Linked DNA regions of Mus musculus: all the other regions are linked to region 2. Evidence: chromatin contacts called from public HiChIP or PLAC-seq data. All regions are on one chromosome and are shown on one strand. Each heading gives the region's core, a stretch centred on a gene start, on an enhancer-like site or on the middle of the called end of the contact. The rest is flanking DNA. Distances are from core to core; before and after follow the strand shown.

Region 1 (3,573 bases), core at 20-2,519, 63 kb before region 2:
TCTTGGTAGCATAACTTAACCAAGTAAAGGACTCATCAAATCCGGCGATCAAAAGAAATTTCTTTTTTGCGCCTTACACTGCCTTTTAAAGCCCCCATGAATCAAAAATGATGGAACTCCACGTATATCCGGAGGCCATGAATGCAGCACCGTTAGAGTTAAGTGGGGCTTTGAAGGAGTGAACCTGCGGAGGAGGAGGAGGAGGAGGAGGAGGAGGAGGAGGAGGAGGAGGAGGAGGAGGAGGAGGAGGAGGAGGAGGAGGAGGGATTTGATGATCCTTATTGACTCTGCTCAGTGCTTTTACCGCTGTCTTTGAATTGCATGGTCATTGTGGCATCAACTTTTTAAACCTTTGTTTGGAGTAACAAAGTTATCGTGAGAGGAAATAATTTCCAAATTGAAGAAGCATGCCTCTCCTTTGTTAGTTTCCAAAACCCCGATGGAATAAGCTGAAGGCTGTGAGTATTGAATTATTTACACTATGATTATTCCAATGGTCTAGAAAAAAAGCTAGATAATTAGAAGCACAAGCCACTGCATGAACTGATCTCGCGCACAGCAAGTTCTTGCAAAAACAGAGCATGTGTTTCGAGAGGTTTGATCGGAAACCAGAAGAGTGGCCTCTGTCGCTTGTAAACACCTTTAGGCCGAGGATTGTAGAGCTAGGGGGCAAAGGCCATTGTCCCAATGACATACTTACATCTAATTTTTTAGAGAATTTCCTTAGGCATAAATATGGTTTAGAGAGTGCGTTCGCCAATCCCCGTTGGGTCCTTGGACCAAGGCCAACTTTGATTTCTGTGGAAATACAAGATTCAGGTTTACTTCTCTGACTGGATCTGGGGTGTGTGTGTGTGTTGCTTTTTTAAAAATCCAAAGGCAGGGTTGGAAGAGATGACTCAGTGCTTAAGAGCATTGACTGCTCTTTAGAAGACTCTGGTTTGATTCCCAGCACTCACATGGCAGTTCACAACCATCCATTCCTCCAGTTCCAGAGGACCCAACATCTTCACTGAGACACGCATGCAGGCAAAACAACAATGCACATAAAGTAATCACAAATAAATGATAAGGTTTCTAAGTCCAATGGCCAAGCCACTAAGGGTGCACTGAGGTAGGAGTGAGGTGACAACCTGTGACCTCAGAGAGCTGTTGATGCTGTCCTTTCAGGCTAGTGTGGAGGGATTGGCTCATCAGTGCTTTCTTCGCTTGTAGGATGCACAGCCATCTTTTTTTTTTTTTTTTTTTTTTTTTGGATTGGATATTTTCTTTATTTACATTTCAAATGGTTGCCCCTTTCCAGGTCTCCCCTTAGGGAGCCCCCTATCCCCTACCTTGGACCCCTGCCTCTATGAGGGTGCTCCCCCACCTACCCACTCACTCCTGTCCTCCCACCCTGGCATTCCCATACACTGAGGGGAATTCTACAATGGATAGGTGGGAATCGGCGATTTCCATGGCAGTGAAAGTTGACTCCAAGAGTAGCCTGGGAAATCTTTCCTTTCGGGTGAGAATTCAAGTATAGCGAAGAGAATTTTCTTAAGTAGAGTACTCTGGTTGTCCTTCATAATTCTGTCCTCACAGTCTTTTCTGAATTCCACTCCCCTCTGAGTGTGAGCTTTATGATGGAGTATAAACTCCCCACTGAGAGCCACGAATCAAGTTCACCTTCAGCACCCCGTCCTTTCAGAAGGCTCACCACTAGTTGCTCATTTGATGGGAATTCATCAGACACTCAGGGCCCTTTGAAGGGCTCCACTGCTATTGCATTTGTCCTGGCTATAAAGGATTATGTCCCCAGAAACAGGGCCCGGACAGTGACATCATTGCTGGGCTGGGGCTATGACATCACTATGGCTCAGAGGAAAACAGGGTGGGGCAGGCAGAAGCATTGGAGTCCCATCGAAGCCTGCAGAAGCCTTTCATGAGGCTTTCACCGTGAACAGCACAACAAGGTATCGTATGGATGTGAAGTGGTAAAAATCTTCGAATATTTCTGTCCCATAAGAAAATACTGTGGGGTTCAGCAAGTCAGGCTTTTAAATTTATTAAGCCTGTAGTTGATCCTGTTTGCACTATTGTACTATTGCAATATCATGCGTAAATTTTTTTCATTTTTAGGTTATTAGTGCCATCTTTAAAATATCTCGTATCTTTTATACTTTCTGAGTTGGCAATGCTGTTTTGTGGTTTGACGCAATGTGCTTGCTGTTCACAACTGGGGAAAAATAGAAAAGCTAGAGGTGTCACAGGTGTAGGAGCTATCTGCCATGATCTGTGGGTAATTAGTTTCCATTCTAACTTTGCTTTATTTGCTGATATTATTTTGTAATTTGACATTTTAATCCTTGGAGAATTCTAGTGTGGAGACATGTCTGGTCCAAATTAGCATCTAACAGGGGGTCAGAGGACGCTCAGGTCCCGAGTGCTCCTATACTCTACGTACCTCATAGCCTATAAAGTATATTAGCTGCTTTTTATGAACTTAGTGTGATCTCATCAGGGCAGAGGGAAGAGCCACGCATCAGTCTCGGGTGTCTTCTGTCTGGGTCTTTGCAAAGATGACTGCCATGATTTCACCTTGATGAGGTAGCACTGTAGGAAGTCGGGGTGGTTCCTACTCAAAGGTTCGGCTATTCCAGGACACGTTCCTGAAGCAGAGAGAAGAAAAGGACTTGAGAACAGTGGAGGTAGAGAAGTCTAAATTAGGTGCTAGGCCTGCAGATCACTGGTGAAATGTCTTCGGTACTGTGGTTTTAGACCTTGCGATGATTGGTTAAATTGCACACTGCAGGACTGGAAGCTTCTATTAGCTCCCAACCCCTAATTCTTTTGTAATTTGCAGTATGGAAGAAAGGCTGACAACTTAATTTTAAGATAGCTGACATTTTGATACATTGTTCTTACAGACTTTCTTACAAACCACACATATGTGCACTCAACATAAGCATATGCACACACACACACACACACACACACACACACACACATGGAGGTAGTCTTGTGTTAAGCCTAGAAAACAAATGCATTGTTTAAATTTTTCCCTGTGATTATTGTTTTTCCTCCAATCATACTAGATCGAGTGCATGGTATGGGTTAGGATTTATTCTTCCTGGGTTTTTATCCCTGAAACAAACAGTTCTAACTCCTGATGCATTCGGTATGTATGCAACCAAATAAGAAACAATTATGACATATTACTTATGACGAAGTGCTTGAAAAGCATCACTATTGGGCGCAAGACCGAAGTACCTGGTCATATCTGCAGCTGTTATTTTTAATAGAAAGGTCCTCTGCATATCCACCTTGATCCCTGGCTGTAGCTTAAACTGTGCAGGTCCCAGCAGGTTTGCTGTATCGGAGAAGAGCACGCTTGAGAGGTGTTCAGCACGGAGGATGATGGTGACGTCAAGGGGAGGACTGTGGGTATTCTGTTTCTTTTCCCACCAACTCTGGGAGAATCCGTGTAGGGGGATGCTCATTCAGAGGGACGCTAGCAGATGGAAGCAGGGCAAAAGCTGAAGTGTCTCAATGCTGGGAGATGGTACTGGTCCTGCCTGTGATGAAAACGGA
Region 2 (4,112 bases), core at 123-2,622:
CTCACCTGGGGGTGGCAGCTTGTGCCTCTTCAGGGCCATGCTCCTCCATTATTTCAGTCTGCCTCAGAGAAGAATTATTTTAACCTTGTCCCCAAATCATACACCTTACAAGTGACACCTGTAATCTCTTTGACCACAGTTCTGTTCCTAGGGACACAAGAGAACATGGTGCAGAGTTCAGTCTCTAGATTTTTATTTTTATTTGGCTTAGTTTGTGAGCGTGTCCATGCATGCATGCATGTGTGTGCATGTGTGTATGTTTAAATTCAGCAAAATATAGATGGACATCCAGGAAAGACCCAGGTAGGCATGCTATTGAGGGGCCTGTCGTAAGGATAGTAAAATATTTACCAAGTGACTCACCCAGCTCCCAGTATGTTACACTCTGGATAATTCTGCTGTGGTACAGAGTACACATTGGCAGGAATTAGTTTCTGAGTTTGGCTCACTCGCCTGTATTGGTGTCCAGCATCTGATTGGCAGATTGAGATGGGTAACGCGTTCTTTCAGCTTTTATTGCGAAAGGAAAAGTGGGGCTATTATTGGTTTGGAAACATTTTCAAATTCGAGGAAAACATCAGAGTGGATTTATGAGGCCCTTGTGGCTGAACTACTCCTGTGATCTTGTTTATGTTGACAGCAGCAGACACAAAGGAAAGATTTCCCATGGTAACATCTTCGTCCAGTGTTGTTAGCTCTCAACTAAATAATTCATTGGGAGATGCAAAACATGAAAACCTGGTGAAATGCTACCTGGTGAAATTTAATAGATTTCCCCCTCAGTTTGTTAATGGCAGCATAGCATATTCTCTCACTAGTTATCATTTACTGGCAACTAAGTAAATTTTAGCAGTGGTTGGTTTGGCCCCTTGTTTCAGGCTCAGGGTGTGTTTACTATAAAGCCAACTGTCTTTTGGATGCGAGGCCACCGCTCTAGCTACATAAGAAAGGATTGCTAATCATTCTTGCCAGGGATTTTTGTTGTTGTTTGATGGGTTGATTTGGAAGGTGTCTGGGGTTCATGTTGGGGGAAGGGTGTTTGCAAGGTTTCTGAAAAGCCAGAGGGCACTTCAAGGGCCAGTCCTTCGCGGACCTGGCAGTTCTCCACATACACCAGACTGCATGACCTGTGAGCTTCCAGGAATCCACCTCTTTCTCCTTTCCTGGTTTCTGGGATCTCTTAAGTGGATCCTGAATATCGGACTCAGGTCCTCACACTGCAAAACAAACACTTCACTGACTAGCTGCCTCCCTGCCCCTGGATTTTCTTTATAGCCGTCTGGCCATCTTTTCTGGGTTTTGTGTGAGACATGCTGACAGCAGCTGGTTTCTCCACAAACAGGGCCATCCGAAGTTGTGAAATCAACTTAACAGCCTCGTGTTTTCTTAAAGGCTTATTGAGAGGAACTTGCTGTGTCTGTCTCATGACAGACTCCTGAAGGCATCTAGAGTTCATTAAAGCAGGATGTGAAAAAATCACATCGTCTCTCATCTCGTTCACTGGTAGGAGATGGGCATAAGTTAGCATTTTATTTCAAGTAGTTACACATATCCAGGCTTTAAAAATATATTTTTGAAGGTCATATAAATACCCTAACAATGGGAGGGCTGAGTTTCTGCAAAGAGGAGGATGAATAAAAGCAGTCGAGGGTGTTGTTACAGTCTTAGTGAGGTCTTCCCAGCCCACTCTATAGAAGAATTGAGTGCTGAGCTCCAGCGTCCCAGCCTTCAGAAAGCTGTGTGTCATTATTCACCTTGGTCACATATTGCCTTTGCCTCCAGTGTGTTTCTTACCCTTCAAAGTCCTCACTTCTTCCATCTGTAAAACACAGGCTCAGGGTCATCGTAAGAAACAGAGAGAATGAATGCTCTCCAGATGCCAGGGACTGATCTGCAGCACTTTGCAAGTTCAAACGCTTCCCTAAATTAGTGACATGGGCATTCCATACAGCATAAAGCATATCCTTCTGGAAAGTACTTAAGAATAAGTATATATATATATATATATATATATATATATATATATATATATATATTACTCTATATAGCTGGTGGATTTTTTTTTAAATAGAACTAGAATCATCTCCGTCTCATACTGTCTTGAAAATCCGCTTTCATCACTGTACTGTATCAGACACTGGGCAGTGTGTTTTACCTTTTGAGAAAGGAAGTTCCCCGTGGCTCTCCATTTCCAGTATTGCTGAAACCAGGAACGAGCATCAGGATTCCCCAGTCGGCAAACCATTTGATTAGCACTTTTAGAAATGCTCGACAATTTCAGGAGAGCGCCAAGTTGTTGTGCCCTCTGACCAGACAGTGGAGAGATGGAGCAGCTGCCCGGGAAAACAGTTACCCTGCCTTTGCTCACACAGCCACAGTGACCCTGCTGCAACCAGGGGACCCCATTGTCAGACACCAGGAGGTGCTGAGCAAGCTTGGACATGCTGTGGGCATAATTATGCACACTCCATCCCAGCATGCCTGCTGCCTCTCTGTGTGCTGAGTCACCTTTTATGGTAAGTGAGGAACTGCAGTTCTCCCCTTAGGTAAGGAACTACTCAGATGGCATAGGATGGTCAGAGAAAGAAGAGACCACATGAGGGAGTCACCCTGCTTTGTCTACATCCTTAGTGCCTCTCAAGGTTGCGTGGAACATTCTTCTCCACAAAGCCTCGAGTTGTTGTCATGTGTGTTGTCGTACCTAATAACCCTGCATGGGTAGAGGCTTCTACCATGTTCAGTTAGATTTCAGGTATCTTTGAAATTGTAGGTCGACCTCTACCTGCCTGTCAGAGCCAAGGAGAGGCCAAGGCCTCTTTCTTTCTGCCCCTCATCTCTTGAAGAGTTCGGTACTAAGCTGAGTTTTCTTAAAATAATGAGAAACACAATAGAAGCCGCTGGGAACAGTAAAGAGCTGGAAACCAGGCCGCGGCTCTCTAGTTTGTGTTGGGACAGATACTTTGCTCTCTGGGAGCTTTCCTTCCTGGAGACGGTTTGGCTCTTTGAGGACTAGATTCTTCCGTGTCTTTCTAAGTTTAGGTTTTGATAGAGGGCCGACAGCCGTCAGCTGGCGATAAATGCGTCCTTGGGAGTGAAGACTCCACCAGAGTGGCCCAGATCCTTGAGCATGATAAATGGCTCTCCGGCTACTCTTGGCAGGTAGGAATTAATTATCAAAGAGAGCTGGTCGTCCATGCGGTGCGATCTAAGGTGGGATTGAGTGGAGGAGCACTAGTGTGTTTTTCATGGGGTGTAATTACACTTCCACTTCCCTTCCTGCCCTCCGGTTTACAGAATCCATATTGCACACACATAATATTTACATCTCACTGCTCAGAGCTTCCATCCCTCAGGCAGATAAGATGCTGTGTGGAGCAAGCACTGGGTGCGTTTGCATCGTTGGTGTGAGGAGAGGAGGTGGAGGGGAAGACCGAAGGACCATAAGATCCATGAGATACGTATGGTAGAAGAGTTCTGTCTGTGTCATTGGTAGAGTGCTTTCCTATTTAACGCATAAAGAGTTAAGCATGGGCCTTAAATCACAATCACAGTGAAACTCATTCTATTGATCGTCTCAGGGATTCGGAGGGCATGTTCATCAGAGAGGCAGGGAAACTGGGGGAGGTAGAATTCTCCTGATCACGGCAGGGTTCCATGCTTCCGAAGGGCTTTACGTCATGAAGTTTGTTGACCTGTCTATGTGTTTTAGGTTTGCTCTGTGAAACAGTTAATTGTAAGGAGAGAGACTAGAAGTACAAAGGCTGGTTAGTTCTCTTGCAGTAAACTTGGCAAGAAGTGGTGAGATGCCAAACAAGGTGAAGTCAGCCAGTACAGAGATGAAAGTATATTTCAAAGACCTGTCTTGAAAGTCAAAAAAAAATCTGAATCAATTGGGTTTGTGCAGGTGGGATAGTATCGAGACAGCAGGGCACAGTAACTTCTGTTCGAATCTGCTTTGTGTCACTGTGATCGTCAGTGACCCAGTTAAGAAATAGACGCTTATTTAACTTGTGGTCTGGAGGCCGAGACCCTGAGGAGCACAGCTGACGACTGCCAAGGGCCTTCTCAGGGTTTAAAATGGCCAGGGAGGGCATTGGATGGAGCAGCATTCC
Region 3 (4,099 bases), core at 1,001-3,500, 55 kb after region 2:
GTCTGGGACTAGGAAAGGCGTGTGGTGATGCCTGGAACGAGATGCTCGGGGCTCCCAAGAAAGATGCCAGGTAAACAGAGTAAACAGTCGCTAAAGAGTGGAGAGAATAAGACTCAGCCTCTAATTGGGCTAATGACAGGCAAGCGCAGGAAGGCTCCAGAGCACATGGCTGGGTTCTTACCTGGACACCCCCCCCCCCCCCAGTTTCATACCTAGGAGAAGCTGATGATCGCTTAGTGAACTGATGCTTTCGGTAAACACACTTACTTCTCCTACACCGAGAAGCGCCCATAAACACTCATGCCTTCTTCTCATTAATGCGAAAGTGAGACCTGAGGAGACTGCTGTTTAAATGGGAGGTCGGAAGTTGAGAGAGCAAGTCAGGACATACGTTCCTCTGGCATATAATCCTGGGCTTTTATTTAATTTAATGTTTTTTATTTTAACCGTAACTGGTTATTTCAATTAATTCTAAATCGTTGGCTCCTTTTTTTTCTTAAGTGAGAGAAGCCCCCTTCTCAGTAAAACTTTCCCATATAAGAAAACTGACTTTAAATGACACAGTGGGGACAGCTATGTCACCCCAGGGCCCTTACTTTGCCTGTGTAGTGACCATTTGGCCACCCCCTAGAGAGCATCCTGCTATCTCTCTTTCAAAATAAATTGTTTCTGGAAAGTGCCCTCCTTATCAAGATCCTTTTACTGTGAGATACTTGCCCAAGAAGCTGTGATCGAGTGGAAAATTAAAACTCCCAACTGTTGTGTGAGAGAAAGCCTTTACACAATCGTGTATATGCATTCCTAAGTCCTTGCAGAGAAAATAAGAATCAAATTACATCCATTGTATGACATTTTCTTCCCCTCCTTTGAACACTGCTTGCTTATCACCAGGGCCAGTATCCCGTCATCACTGTATTCACGACAAAGCCAGTCCATCTGAAAAGAGAAGAGCTGGACACCCATTCCAGTTACTTTGAAGAAGATTTCTTTTTAGGTAGAATAAATAAAAGTAGTGTCACCAGAGTCTCCCTGTGCCATTGAACACTGGTTCTATTGCTTAAGTACCAGGAGACAGAGTTTCACATTTGTTGACTTAGTCATTATCGTCTTTGTGTTATCTGGAACAGCACTGACCAACCAAGGAAAGGGCTCCATTAATAAAGTACTTACTGTGCGATCCTGAGGAAGGGAATTTGATTCTCCAAAATGCTCTCTAAAGCCAGATGTGGCGGCCGTGTCCCTGCCACGAAAAGAGCCAGAAACCACTGAGTACACAGAAACTCCAGAGCCACCTGGGTTGGAATACGCAGCAGTAAACAACAAGAGACCCTGCCTCAAACGTGATAGAAGACAAGAACTAAAACCCATACATGCCGTGACACTTGTGTGCCTCTATCACGTACAAATACACATGTGCATGTGCGTACACGCACAACAAGCATGAGCAAACACACTTTAAAAAAAAAAAGTCACTCTCCAGTTATGCCATTATAAATTTAATGGTAATTTTCAAATCTGGAATGTTCTATTTCTGTTATCTCTTTTGGATACGATTTTCTGGCTCTAAAAATGTTAGACACTGGCTCGAGTTATAAATACATAAAGCAAAACAAACAGGCACCAAACCAAAACAAAGAAAAACAAAAGCCAAGCTTCTTTTTCCATGCTGATACTGGAGGAAGTGGTAGATAGTTGGTAGCCTTTCTGAATGATAATTTGGGCAATAGGAGATGTTAATAAACACAGACTTTAAAAGTCAAAGCCATAAGACTGATTAAAACCTGTTATTCCTGAATCTTCGGGAAGGGTGTTGAGTTAGTAATCGAAGGAGATGGTGCTCAGACCGCTCTGAATGTTCCCTAGATAGCCATGCCTTCTGTGTGCAAGCAGACAGTGGAGACAGCCCAGAAAGGCCTTTTCAACATAACCCAATAGAAACATCCCTTTGTAGCTAAAAGGCGGTCAGAGCTGGCGCTTGTGACTACTCTCACTCTCTGCTAAAGTGTGCAGGAGTTCCATATTGTTGCGTTAAATCTCTCCAACCCAGATATGCCCCGCAATGAAAACACAACTCAATTAATATGAATACATGCTGTGAGCCTACATTGGGCAGATCTCCCACTACTCGACCATCTCTTCCATCTATGAGACCCCTTAGAACTTGCAGTTTCTCCAGACCATGTGCTTCTGCTCTGCTTTTCTTCTTCCTCCTCCTCTGAGTCCTCTCCCTCTTCCATTTTCTCCTTCTCTCCCTCTACCTTCTGCTCCACCTTCCCCTTTATCTGCCCAATCATCAGCTCGCCTTTATTTTACAAATTAAGGTGGGGAGCTGGTTTACAGGAAATCACCTGAGTGCTGACTCATTACTTGTTCACAACCCTCACAGGAGAACAGAATTAACATCAAATATAATTAGCCCCAGGGCTATCCACAACACCGTATGCCATTGCTGTGTTACACAGATGAACTCAGGAGGCCCTGGTCTGGGTACACCGAGCTTGAGAATGATGCATGCTGGGTAACTGGGGTGATTCGGATCTCATCTTTCAGATGGCCCAAGCTCTTTGCTTCCCTAGACAGCTAGGTCAGGCAGAGCGACCTCTAGGCTCCCAGGGTTCCCCAGACAATTGTCAGTGTCTGTAGTCCAGCTGAGAGCCCTCTAAATAGCCCTAGGAGCAGTTGGAACATTCCTATTGTCTGAATCAACTCCAATTGCTATGTTTACACCTTGGCTTTCTTTCTGGCTCTCTGAAAAGCAGACAATTGTTTTAGCCTCACGCTAGGCATGTACAGAGCAGATTGGTTTACAGACTTATAGGCAATCAGTTTTATTTTGGATGGGGGCCACTTTTCAAACAATATCCACTACTTGGTATCTTTCTGTTATTTGATATGGCCACTTTAATTATCCAGTGCAGAAAGAAGCCCAGTTGTGTCTACTTAGAAATATTTAATTTATTTTTAAATTTGCATCACAAATAAAATAGCGCTATTTTGTATCAGAACTAAGCAGAGACTTAGATTCAAATTTACGACCCGATGTAATTGGTTTCGGCTTTGTGTTGGTTTTTGATGAATTTCAGTGAAAAAAAATGTGTTGAGAAAAAATTTAATAACATCAAATCTTTAATGTTATCTTCTTTTTAATCTATAGTGATTGAATGCTAATTGTTATTTCTGTAAGATGCTACCATTCATGAACAATTTGGAAAATCCTGAAGTTAACTGTCTAGTGAGCTAATAATGAGGATTATTGACTAATAGTGACTATGCAGTGACTGGTAATGATTATTCTGAGAATATCATGAGTTCGCTCTATGTTAAGTTGGACTTTGATTGCCAATGATTCCAAGTTTCAAACATCTGAGTGAAGGAACAGCAGAGAAATAGCAGGCGTGCCCCCAAAGCAGTGGCTACAACCAAGTCCCCATTAACATTAGCATACAGATCAGTTAACATCAAAGAGGCATGTGATCGGCAGCACAGGGCACAAACAGTCCCCAAAGTGGCCCCGTTCATGCCACATAGGCTAAGCACATCTTAGAGTTGTACTCTTTAGCGCTTTCTTGGATACCCAGATTTTCCAAATCCCAATTAAAAGAGCAGTGTTAATACCTGTGCAGTACCAGTATTGTTGTCTTTGGCCTGCACTTCCTGTATGATATGGTGAGCCCAGTACGTGTAGTGAGCCTAATATCTCAGCTTTGAGATTGACACTGATGGGTTGATTCCCATTATTTGCAGCTTATATGTTTTCAAATGCATCTACTCTCTCACATTTACTAGTAGGAAACCTTACAAATCCAGAGATGAGTGTTACGAATTTTGGACTTGGCATCCAAGTACATTGCAGAGTAATTTGTCCATAACTCAATAAAATGGCTGTCATGTGCACGTGACTGTATTCTGCGCTGTAATGGAGACACCTGTGTCCAGGCTTCACCTTCATCACAAGCATGTCACTTCGTTAGTAGGGACAATGGTGTCACTTCATTAGTAGGGACAATGGTTGGGTTCCAATGTTAGCTGTTTCTGTTATTGACACACGGTTCTAAATGTGACTTGTTGAGGTTTCCAATATAACAGGCACATATTTTTA

The links. HiChIP or PLAC-seq counts read pairs in DNA pulled down with a chosen protein or histone mark.
Region 1: an H3K27ac HiChIP or PLAC-seq map of embryonic fibroblasts shows a contact between it and region 2, with 27 read pairs. The contact joins the promoter of Epb41l3 here to the enhancer-like site in region 2. A contact is called at or near these places in 3 of 39 promoter capture datasets (the 3T3-L1 cell line and hippocampal neurons), 1 of 15 datasets of contacts at CTCF or cohesin (the NIH/3T3 cell line), 19 of 484 Hi-C or Micro-C datasets (the 3T3-L1 cell line, the C2C12 cell line, cerebral cortex and 8 more), 4 of 115 datasets of contacts at active chromatin or transcription factors (cardiomyocytes, embryonic fibroblasts and embryonic stem cells) and 2 of 9 other capture datasets (adipose tissue and pancreatic islet).
Region 3: a contact with region 2 is called in an H3K27ac HiChIP or PLAC-seq map of embryonic fibroblasts, with 10 read pairs. The contact joins the promoter of 2410021H03Rik here to the enhancer-like site in region 2. A contact is called at or near these places in 1 of 15 datasets of contacts at CTCF or cohesin (the NIH/3T3 cell line), 3 of 484 Hi-C or Micro-C datasets (embryonic fibroblasts and ventricular fibroblasts), 3 of 115 datasets of contacts at active chromatin or transcription factors (embryonic fibroblasts and embryonic stem cells) and 2 of 9 other capture datasets (adipose tissue and pancreatic islet).

Annotation. Positions count from the first base shown.
Region 1 is chr17:69,158,087-69,161,659 of GRCm38.p6, forward strand. It overlaps Epb41l3 (erythrocyte membrane protein band 4.1 like 3), which reads left to right and starts at 1,270. Exons shown (of 23, transcript NM_001355734.1): 1 at 1,270-1,955.
Region 2 is chr17:69,221,134-69,225,245 of GRCm38.p6, forward strand. The region is part of intron 3 of Epb41l3 (erythrocyte membrane protein band 4.1 like 3); the gene reads left to right. Among named protein-coding and RNA genes, the nearest start is that of 2410021H03Rik, 54 kb to the right of the region's middle. Within about 2 kb of position 1,373, at least 58 of the 459 cell types and tissues checked have an H3K27ac peak or open chromatin away from gene starts, as enhancers often do. A contact at or near this core is called in the C2C12 cell line, embryonic fibroblasts, embryonic stem cells and 2 more, where this site is marked.
Region 3 is chr17:69,274,956-69,279,054 of GRCm38.p6, forward strand. 2410021H03Rik (RIKEN cDNA 2410021H03 gene) reads right to left here and starts at 2,251. Exons shown (of 3, transcript NR_045428.1): 1 at 2,105-2,251; 2 at 1,171-1,240; 3 at 407-951. All of the region lies in intron 16 of Epb41l3 (erythrocyte membrane protein band 4.1 like 3), which reads left to right.